Regions from separate parts of the Lactuca sativa genome. Here region 2 is linked to region 1. The links are chromatin contacts, called in public Hi-C maps. All regions are on one chromosome and are shown on one strand. Each heading gives the region's core, a stretch centred on a gene start, on an enhancer-like site or on the middle of the called end of the contact. The rest is flanking DNA. Distances are from core to core; before and after follow the strand shown.

Region 1 (5,405 bases), core at 1,457-3,956:
CTATGGAAGTTATTTATGTAGTTATTCCAAAGTGATGTGTTGTCATGCTTTTATTGGTTCTAAAATGTGTTGCCCTAATTCTTTATTTTCCATATAACCTTTCCCTATATATATATATATATATATATATATATATATATATATATATATATATATATATATATATATATATATATTATGCTTCATTTAAACAACTATGGTAAGTAAAGCAACTCAAATGTCATGTATTAAGCAATGTTGCTGATGACATGCCCCTAGCACGGGTCTGAGTCGTGCTCAAATGCGCCAAACAAGTCCCCAAAACAAACAGCTGCCTAATAGAGTAATCCCGGTGGAAACTCGCGCCCAAGGGCACCTCTAAGCGCAGGGCGCCCGCGGAGAAAGTCTGGTCCCGCCAGGGGCGCCTTCTACTCTGCGACAAAGCATAACAACTCCAACCGACAAGGGGAATGCTTAGCGCATTACCACCTTAACGGTCATACCCCCAAACCAAAACGGCGGAAACGTCTGGGACGGATGAAATTGATTCAAACCGAGTTATCGCTACATTTTATAAAAATATTTATATGTTTTTAATCCTTGTTGTAACATGTCGAGCAAAAGGGTATTTTTCTTTCATACCACTAAGTTGCAAAAGTTTTCAGTATAGTACAACGCATACATTTAAACTGTAGTTGGTATAGTTTGTGAACCATTACGCTACTTTACTAAGTTCAATACACGAAACACTACACTATTTTACTAGTTCAAGAACATAAAATCATATTATAATAGGTATAGTTTGGGAAACACTACACTATTTTACCAGTTCAAGAACACTATTCAGAAACAAAACATATAAACTATTGTAGATATAGTTTATGGAACATTAATCTATTTCACTGATTCAATGACACATTACTAAATAATTATTTAAGTATAATTATTTTACATTACAAAGTACACTACTACGAGATTATACATACAATTTTAAGTACAAGAGAACACTACAACACTACATGTAAACTAGTTAATATAGGGTTGTGAGGCACTACTTCAATTGTATCCATCAGGGTACGGGTCTAAATCCTATGTAGTATAACCAGAGTCTCCTGGAGGGAGAGTGTGAAATTTCTGTATAGATCTATACGGGACCGAAAATCCACACCTGAACTGTTAGCTATAGATAGGCGGGCAGGCCTGGATCGTCAAATATCATAACATTTCGACGCCTGAAGAACGTCGTAGAGGTCACTAGGTCATATCAAGCATGGTTATATGAAACTCACAACAATATAAACTAAAACATTTGTTTATGGGATTAACAATTCTTCAAAGGTTTTATTTTAAATAATAAAACTACAGTACACTATTATACATTTTGCTGGTGGATTCCAGGCATACATACATAAGGTTTTATTTTAAGTAATAAAACAACATACAACTTCAAGAACATGCATAATATAGTTTTATTTACTATAAGACTATGTTTTACGATTACAGAGTTCAGTAACAACATACAGTTTGGTGTTAAGGCCTAAGACTGCTTTACATTTACTAAGAATATATTGGATTTTCTAGAGAAACATACAAGCATTTTCAAAGATCAAAGACAAGTTGTCCGTTACAAAAACATACTTATGAACTCACCAAATTAAATGTTAATAAACTTTCAAAATCACTTGTATTCTCAGGGAATAGGTAGACAGGTACACCTACATGTTTTGGGAAGACGGAGATCTTAGAGTCGCGTCTTTTATACTTTTGCTATACTTTTGATGTCATACAAACTGTGTATCGAACATATGTGAATACTATATTTTATCAATGTAATGGTTGTGTTTGCTCTGATTACCATTATGCAATTGTTGTGATACTGTACACGACGTCCTCCGCCCCCAAACGTTTTCGTTGTTCTGGTTTGGGGGTGTGACAGATTTGTATCATAACATTTTTTATAGTGAAATAAGTATATCAAACCTTACAAGATATACAACTATAAACACAATAGGGCCGAAGTGCTTTGACTAAAAGTATACTTTTAAAATCTAAGTATTTTATAAGAAGTATACAAACATACATACATACCAGAAACAGTATCACATTGGAGAACTACACAATAGTCAAACCTAGACAGTTATGCAATCATATCTGGAATAAATATAGCATGATCAACTATATTTACTTGAGATATGACCAACATGTGTTTGGGAGTGATAGTGGTGTTGCAACAATTCTAAAACTTACCAACAATACATACAAGAGAAATTCTAGAACCAAACATGAAATTAAAATACTATAGGAGTATTTTATGATCCTACAACATGAGAACAAAAACATTTAGGCCTTGATAACTATACATAATTTGTATATACTAGATAACTATAGAGGGACCTAGTGTGAGTCACACTATGAAAGTTCCTTACAAAGTGTTGCTATAATCAAAGTTAGCTATTGTTTACTTATATTAGTAGACTTCCACTGTAAATTACTTAATAGAAAACTGTAACAGTCAGGATAGGATATATCTTGTTCATTATCACCTGACTCAGGACTACTATGGAGGACTTATCGTCATTTTCTCTTAAATTATTATAGAGAAAGATGCTTCCAAAGAAGTCCAACAGTGAGAAAACAACCCTCCAACGAGTCCACCACTGTCACCACCTCCTCATTATGACTCTATTGTCTTCCGAGCAGCAGTGGAAGCTGCAGTGGCTTCCGCCATGTCGCATATCAATGCAAGTGGCACTAGCGGGGCGAGTAGTGGTGCCAACCCTTCTAACCATGGAGATAGTCGGGGACACCCAGGGGAGTGTTCCTATAAGGAGTTTACGAACGCCAAACCCAAGTCCTTCGATGACACTGGAGGTGTTATTGCATTAACACGTTGGTTCGAGAAGACCGAATCAATATTCAAAATCTATGCGTGCCCCGAATCTAGCAAAGTGAAATTTGCAGCATGCACTTTCACAGACAGAGCCCTCACTTGGTGGAATAACCAAGTCAAGTCATTGACTCTCCCAATTGCCAATTCTATGAGTTGGAATGATTTGAAGGAACTAATGCAAGCAGAGTACTACCCAGGGGGCAAGATGCAAAAACTAGAGCAGGAGCTCTGGAATATGAAGATGAAGGATTCTGATATCACTGCTTACACTGCCAGATTCAGTGACCTGGCTCTTTTGTGTCCCGGGATGGTCACCCCGGAGAGTAAGAAAGTGGAGAGGTGCATTTAGGGACTAACTCCCCCGACTCAAGGAAATGTTATAGCTGCCAATCCACATACTTTTGATAGTGCCAAACGTCTGGCTCAAACACTAGTGGATCATGGAGGTCATCAAGACTCCACAACAACTATTACTGGGCAGCCCAAAGAGAGTGGCAGTAAAAAGAAGTTCTGGAACAAAAGAAAGGGCCAATCTTCGCAAGAGCCCTCAACGAAAGAACAAATAGTAGTAGTACACGCTGCTATCATTCCTGCTGTTGTTCCTAATGCTCCAACACCTCCCAGTCGTTACGTTGGTTACCTACCGAAGTGCGACAAATGCAATTTCCATTATCACAGACCTTGCCGTGAGATGCAGTGTAACAATTGCAACAAGAAGGGCACACAACCCGTTTGTAAGACGCTAAAACAACCAACCAACCAGACCCCTGGAGCTGGAGTAGGCCAAGCTTGCTATGGGTGTAGTGAAACCGGGCACTACAAGAGGGATTGCCTGAAAGCAAGGAACGGTGGAAATACAGGAAGAGTACTAACAATGGGCCAGGAGGAGGCAGTAGTGGATCCCACCGTAGTTACGGGTACGCTCCTTCTCGATAACTCTTATGCATGCATAATATTTGAGAGTGGTGTGGAGAGGAATTTCATCAGCCATAAATTCAAACACCTTCTCAAACAAAAACCACAACCTCTAAATGAAACCTTCACTGTCGAGATGGATAACGGGAATAAAGATAGCACTAATAACATATTCCTAGGCTGTACCCTCACTCTAAATGACTATTCTATCCCAATCAACCTGATGTCAGTCTCCATAAAAAGCTTCAATTTTATCATCAGCATGGATTGGTTAAAGCTACACCGTGCTGATATCCTTTGTTACAAAAAAGGCGTTTGTCTTAATTTGCCAACTGGCGAAACCCTCGTTATCTATGGCGACAAACCCAGTACGAACCTTAGCATCATCTCTTGCATCAAAGCCCAAAAATAAATGCAAAAAGAGTGTCATGCATTCTTAGCCCACATTATCAACGAAAAACAAGAAGTAAAAGACCTCGAGAGCATTCCCATAGTTTGTAATTTTCCTTACATCTTTTCTGAAGATTTTCCAGGAGTTCCTCCTGAACGCCAAGTCGAGTTCCGAATCGACTTGATTCCTAGAGCTACCCCCGTAGCCAGATCCCTGTATCGCCTAGCTCCTGCAGAGATGCAGGAATTATCCAGCCAATTAAATGAACTGCTCAGTAAGGGATTCATTCGACCGAGCTTCTCATACCGGGGAGCACCGGTCCTGTTCGTTAAGAAGAAGGATGTATCTTTCCGTATGTGCATAGATTACCGTGAACTAAACAAGCTTACCATTAAGAACCAATACCCCCTTCCACGAATAGACGATCTTTTCGATCAACTCCAAGGAGCCAACTACTTTTCAATGATCGACCTAAGATCAGGGTATCACCAATTACGATTTAATGATAATGATGTCCCCAAAACAGCATTCCGAACTCGTTGTGGTCACTACGAGTTTGTGGTAATGCCCTTCGGTTAAACCAATGCACTCGCGATATTCATGGTGTTGGATATAGTGTCTAAGTTCATAACTATATTTGGTATGTACTTGACCCGACCCGGCATGGTCCATTTGGGTTGCACTTCACCCAAACAATTTATGGATAATATTTGAGAATAGTACAAGTTATGATTTATTAATATATTGTAAGTTCTAATATATTAATATAAGATCATATTATTTAATTAGTAGTGATCTATAATTAATCTAGGATTAATTTAGAGATCAAAGATATTACTAATTAAATATGGGCTTCTATATTTATATAGTGTGGGCTAGTGCTTATTTGGAATGGGCTAGGCTTGCATGGAAAAGTCCATGGATACTCCATGGAGCTTTAACCCATGGATATCATGGAAATGAAGAGACATGGGTATTAGGGATGTAACCCTAATCCACCACACTATATAAAGGAGGCTTTGGTTCTTGAAATGATACTAGTTGACACTTGTTGAGGTGAGGGCAAATTTCAAGATAGTAGTTACTATTCTCTCAAAGTTCCAAGTCTGTGGTGATTTGTGATTTCCACTTGAGGCATCCACATTATTGGTGCTAGGCTTTAAAACTCCAAGCAATCAACTACAACTTCAAGGTAAGTATTTCTTCTAGCTTTATTTGATTCATGTTCCC
Region 2 (5,405 bases), core at 1,856-4,355, 170 kb before region 1:
CTCCACAGGCAACCCGGTCAACTCAGCAATTTTCGTATTCCACCCGTTTATCAAACCGTCAACATCAACCGCAAGAATCGGAACCGAAGCCGTTTCAATCAACCTCACCATCTCACTAGTAACCGCTTCTAATTCTTGCATCCCATCAAGTTTAAGCTCATTGAAACCACTTTGAATCACATTCGTTTTCAAATCCGCAACTTCATTCTCTTTCAAAGCATTCCTCATAATAAGTTGCAACGAATGGATCGCATCCATCTCAAAATCTTTCCATGGATAACTCCTTGTTTTCACAACTTCCAAAAAAGCCTTAAAAGACGACCGAGGATGCATTCTTTTCCCATCATCTTTCTCACCCTTCTCGTGTTTCGCTCCACCCCATCTAATTTCAGAAGCCGTATTCGATCTAAACCAAAAAAGAATATCTTTTTCGGTTATTCTCACGGATGCCATTCCACAAACTATGTCACCAAGTGCAAGAGCTCCCGGATACCCCGCATCATATAAACTATCGGTGCTCAATCCGGTTGAATCCATGTGATATTCATAGAGCCAAGAGACAATATCAAAAACTTGAGATTCAGTTGGGCTAACACCCATTCGGTATACTTTATTCTTGTACAAAAGAGCAGCTCCATCACATTTCACAAGATCCATAATGTTTGGACTTTGTGCAACAATACCTAATGGAGCATCTCGCATTAGTAAATCACACAAAAGCGTTTGTGTTCTCAAGATGTTCTTCTCAAGAATTTGGTGTTCTAGTTCTATTTCTTTGTTGATGTGAATTGCGAAAACTTGAGCAAGAAACTCACACGCGTAACGTAGTGGAAAAGGGACGAATCTTGGAGTGGTGTTATGGCAAACAACTAATCCCCATAACTTCTTTCTTTTTTGAGGATCGGGGCTATCGATTTCATCGTTCATGTCATTTATCACCACCGCCATTACTAAAGAAGCTATGGACGTCATGTTGTCCATATACTGTAAATGGCAACTATGTGGGGCCCGGAGTGTGGACCCACATAACGTCAAATCGAAAGGTAACTTCTTATCTTGGAGTACTTTCACGTGTTTTGCTCTACAATCACAAATCATTCGAACTTTGTTCTTCATGAACAAGAATCTTGCAGCTTGAGGGATGTCAGTCGCCGGATAATGTAATCCAAGGTAAGGATCGAGCCCGGGTTTCGTAATCTCAGCCACCACCTCACCATGATCATCGTCGTGAAACTTATAAGCCATCACCCGATCATAACCCGTGAGCTCAAAAACTTCTTGAACCATGGTGTCACATAGTCGTTCGATGCTACCACTAGGGAGTGATTGTAACCTAGCAATGGCTTTCGCTGCATGTTTGTAGGATTGGAGGGCCCCAGCAGCAGTCATGGGGACTTCATTAGGCATAACGGGTTCAAAGTCTATGATCAAACTTCCGGTGACTCGATGAATGATTGCATAAAACGGCTTCCCGGAGGTTTTACAATGAACCAAAATCGGATTTAGTAAAGAAACTTCCCCGAAGCCTAACGCCTTATACAAAGCATTAGCACTGGGACCTGCGAAAATGGTTCTCACATCGGTGCCGATTCCAAGAAGTGGATTTTCACCGACACTGGGAACTGCATGGCTGACCATTGTGAGCATTTCGGGTGCGTTTTCACTGTAGGCGATGACTTTGAATGTTTTTTCATCAAGGGCTAATAAGCATCCGAATGGTTGAATTAGTTTTCCCTTTTGAATGTGGTGGAGATACGCGGTGGTTACCTTGTCGGAGCGAGGCTGTTCGCCGCCAGCCACCGTGCTGGTGACGTGGATGGAAGTTGAGTAGTCAAATGAGTCGCCGGATTCTTCAAAATCAGCGTGGAGCTTCGCGTCTACTGTTGTTTGATGAATGATTCTTGCACTGTGTTTTGATCTTGCGGAATTGGTAGAAGACTGATCATTTGGCCTTGATGTAGACATCGTGATCAGATCTGTATATAGAACAGAGGAACTAATATCAAATCACTGAAAAGAGAGAGAAGTGTATTGTCTTGAATTAACACTCCACCGCTAATAATAGATATAACATGCTTGAATGAAGTCGAGTATACAGTGTAAAAATAAGTTATAAAGATATAAAAAAACAAATCTTGAAAACCCCACCATTGAAAAGAAGCAATTGAGGCGCATATTGCAATTTATGATGAGGAATCCAAGAAAAAAGATCACTACCATTATCGCTGTTTGACCAAAAATGTTATCTGATGGAACTCAGAAAAGCGATATGATAATCAAAAACCATGTTTGTAATATAAATAAAGTAAATAGAACAGTTTTCCCGTATCTTGAAATGAGCAAACACCAATTCATGATATTTTCTTGATAAAACCCCCATTTTCCCCTATCTTGAACCTCTGTTTTGCTTTAATTTCTAGGTTTATTTTTGGTAAAAGAAATGGCCCACAGAATCATTGCACTTAAGTTGAGACAATCTTAAAGCCATATAACATGCTACGAAAACCCAAAAGTATAAAATCAAAATTGGAATTGAATAAGACAGTAAATGGACCTAATTCGAATTGACCACACGAACTGTAGATTACCCACATGAATTACACATTCAGTAACAAATAAAGTAAGCGATAAACAAGAAATCAACAGTACCCAAACCACAAACCCGTAAAAGTTGTAAGTCAAAACATAAAACATCTATCAAGTGAAAGAAGAGAGAAAGAGACTGAAAGTACCTGAACTTCGCAATCTACTAACAGTTCACAGGAAAACTGCGAACAGCTTCAAGCAGTTAAAAAGAACGGAACTTTTTTTCGGATCAAGTGAAAACGCCACTAAAAACCCATCACTATTCTTGAAAATCGAGGACCCAGTTCTCCAAAAACCTCGATCATCCACTTGAATCGATTGGAGAAGTGTCGAAGGAGAGACTGGTATGACAGGTCCACACCTACAATCTCAGCTTAAAGAGGCAAGTACTCCTCTACTGCAATCAATTATACTGACATCTGTATATATATAATATAATATATAAATGGTTTTTATTAGTAAGTGGGATAGGCCCACCAGACACAAAACAAAGAAGATTGGCGGTTTGCTTACTAAAGATGGAAAATAATGGCAGTTGAAAGCTGGAAATCATGGGAACCTGTTAAAGAGGCTAGTGGCTACCTCCTCTTAAGGGGCGGGGTAAACCATGGGCCTTTACTATTACGTAATGTATGCTTTCTGAAATTTGATTTTGTTAGAATATATATGAATATATCAAAGTGCAATCAGTCTGGAAATTTGTGTATGTATAATTATACATCAGTTATAACTATACGCCAAAAATAAGAATCTATTTTTGGTCCACAAAAATAAAAGGCAAAAATATTAATTTTTAGGATCGTGTATGTATAAAAATAGAATTTATGAAATAAATAAGAAAACTAATTAGTAAAAATGAAAAAAAAATCTTTAAAAAACATGAATAGAAATAAATATTAAACAGTTTGTAGAAATGAAAGTATGTTTAAATAACTAATTTTATATAAATGAATTCGTAAAACTAGGTTAGCTAAAATAAGATGGTAAAAAAAGCTGTAAAAAATATTATTTTAAAATAAAACCAAATTTAGAATATATATATATATATATATATATATATATATATATATATATATATATATATATATATATATATATATATATATATATATATATATATATATATATATATATAATTGTAGAAAATAGATAGGGAATTTTGTTTAAATAGTTTAGATAAAATTCTTTGGAAAACTTAAAACTTAGCACAAATTTGTAAAAAAGAGTACTACTAAAATAAAAAGTTGTATGGTCCTATTTGTGTTAAGATTTGAGGCATGGCGGGTTTTATGTTGGATAATGCGGACTCGAGACACAGGATTTGGGGTGGGATGAGTTTTGTACATAGAGACATAAAAAATAAAATAATAAGGGGAGGTGTTGTGTCGAACCCATACCATAATGTTAAAGAAAAAAAATACAAAGGTGGCAATACCACTAGGGCGGACACTAACTGTTCTAAAAGCAACACATAAAACCGTTAAACTATTAACAATGTGTTAATATTCACGTACGAGAGGGAGATGAATCAGTAGTAGTGTTAGGAGCATCGGAAGAACCAGTAGCAGTAGATGTGAGAGGTTCAACTACAATGAAAGAGAGTGATGATCGATAGAGACACATCTAAAAGGAGTTTAACTTAGTTGAGGAAGGGAGCATGAAAGCTAGAGTAAGGAAAATAAGACTTGAGTGTTAGGACTAATTTTGGAAAGATTTTTATGGGGAAGGACCATATGTGATTTATTTTAGGTTCTTTAGTTAGTTTGGAGCCATTTTGAAGAGATATTTGTAAGAAGTGACCTATCTTGCCAAATCGAATAAAGTTATGAGACTTTAATCCCTTTCTCTCTTCCTCCTTTCTCATTCACGAATCAACCATGTTCTTCCCTCCATGATCAAAGTTTTCTTGGAATGTTGTTTATGCCAAGCTTGTTTGTAGTTCATGTGAAGATTTGAGCTTAATGTTAATCATGGATTAAGTTCCAAGCTTCCATGACTTCATGATTTTTGTATGTTTTAAGTTTGTATATTAGTATTAGATCATTTGGTTGTAATCCATGTTTCATACATAGTGATTTTGGTGCAAATTAAGCTTTATGTGCTCTTTGAGCTTCAAGGTGAAGTTTGTGTAGTAATTAGATTTTTGATGTTTATCCCAAGGAAATCAACCATTAGGGATCCTTTCTTATGTTCAACTCAATTTTTATGACCTTTTTTTGAAGTCCATTAAGTCAATGAATTCATTTTTTACGTTTATTTGCAAGTTGGATGGCAAAATGAGAAATAAAGGTAAAACTTTGATCTGCTTTGCAAGAAACACGATACGACCCATGGTGGAGCGCGGTTCGGCAAGATGTTTTTTCCCATTTTCGACTCTGCTATTTTTGAGTTCGTTTATTCTGGTTCTTCCATTCGCACTTCTTTGGCCTCTTAACTCATATTGGGATCCTTAAATCATATTGAGAGGTTTAGCTACAGTGAAAGAGAGTGATGATCAATATAGAAACATCTAAAAGGAGTCTAACTTAGTTGAGGAAGGGACCATGAAAGCTAGAGTAAGGAAAATAAGAGTTGAACAATTAAGTTAGGACTAATTTTGGAAAGATTTTTATGGGGAAGGACCATATGTGAGTTATTTTAGGTTCTTTAGTTAGTTTGTAGCAATTTTGAAGAGATATTTGTAAGAAGAGACCTATCTTGCCAAATCGAATAAAGTTATTAGCATTTAATCTGTAGCACCTGGTTCTTGGTACGTATTCTTTGTAATTAACTCTTTAAATACTGCATTTTTGGCCTTGGACTCGGCGAGTTGAAGAACC

The links. Hi-C and Micro-C count contacts between places; a contact is called where the count stands out from the background.
Region 2: a contact with region 1 is called in a Hi-C map of leaf, with 7 times the contacts expected there. The contact joins the promoter of LOC111896415 here to the promoter of LOC111896416 in region 1. A contact is called at or near these places in 2 of 4 Hi-C or Micro-C datasets (both in leaf).

Annotation. Positions count from the first base shown.
Region 1 is chr9:149,780,875-149,786,279 of Lsat_Salinas_v11, reverse strand. It overlaps LOC111896416, which reads left to right and starts at 2,706. Exons shown (of 2, transcript XM_023892409.1): 1 at 2,706-3,208; 2 at 3,278-4,196. The coding sequence starts at 2,706. The coding sequence ends at 4,196.
Region 2 is chr9:149,952,349-149,957,753 of Lsat_Salinas_v11, reverse strand. It overlaps LOC111896415 (phytochrome A1), which reads right to left and starts at 3,105. Exons shown (of 5, transcript XM_023892407.3): 1 at 2,733-3,105; 2 at 1-1,976. The coding sequence starts at 1,965.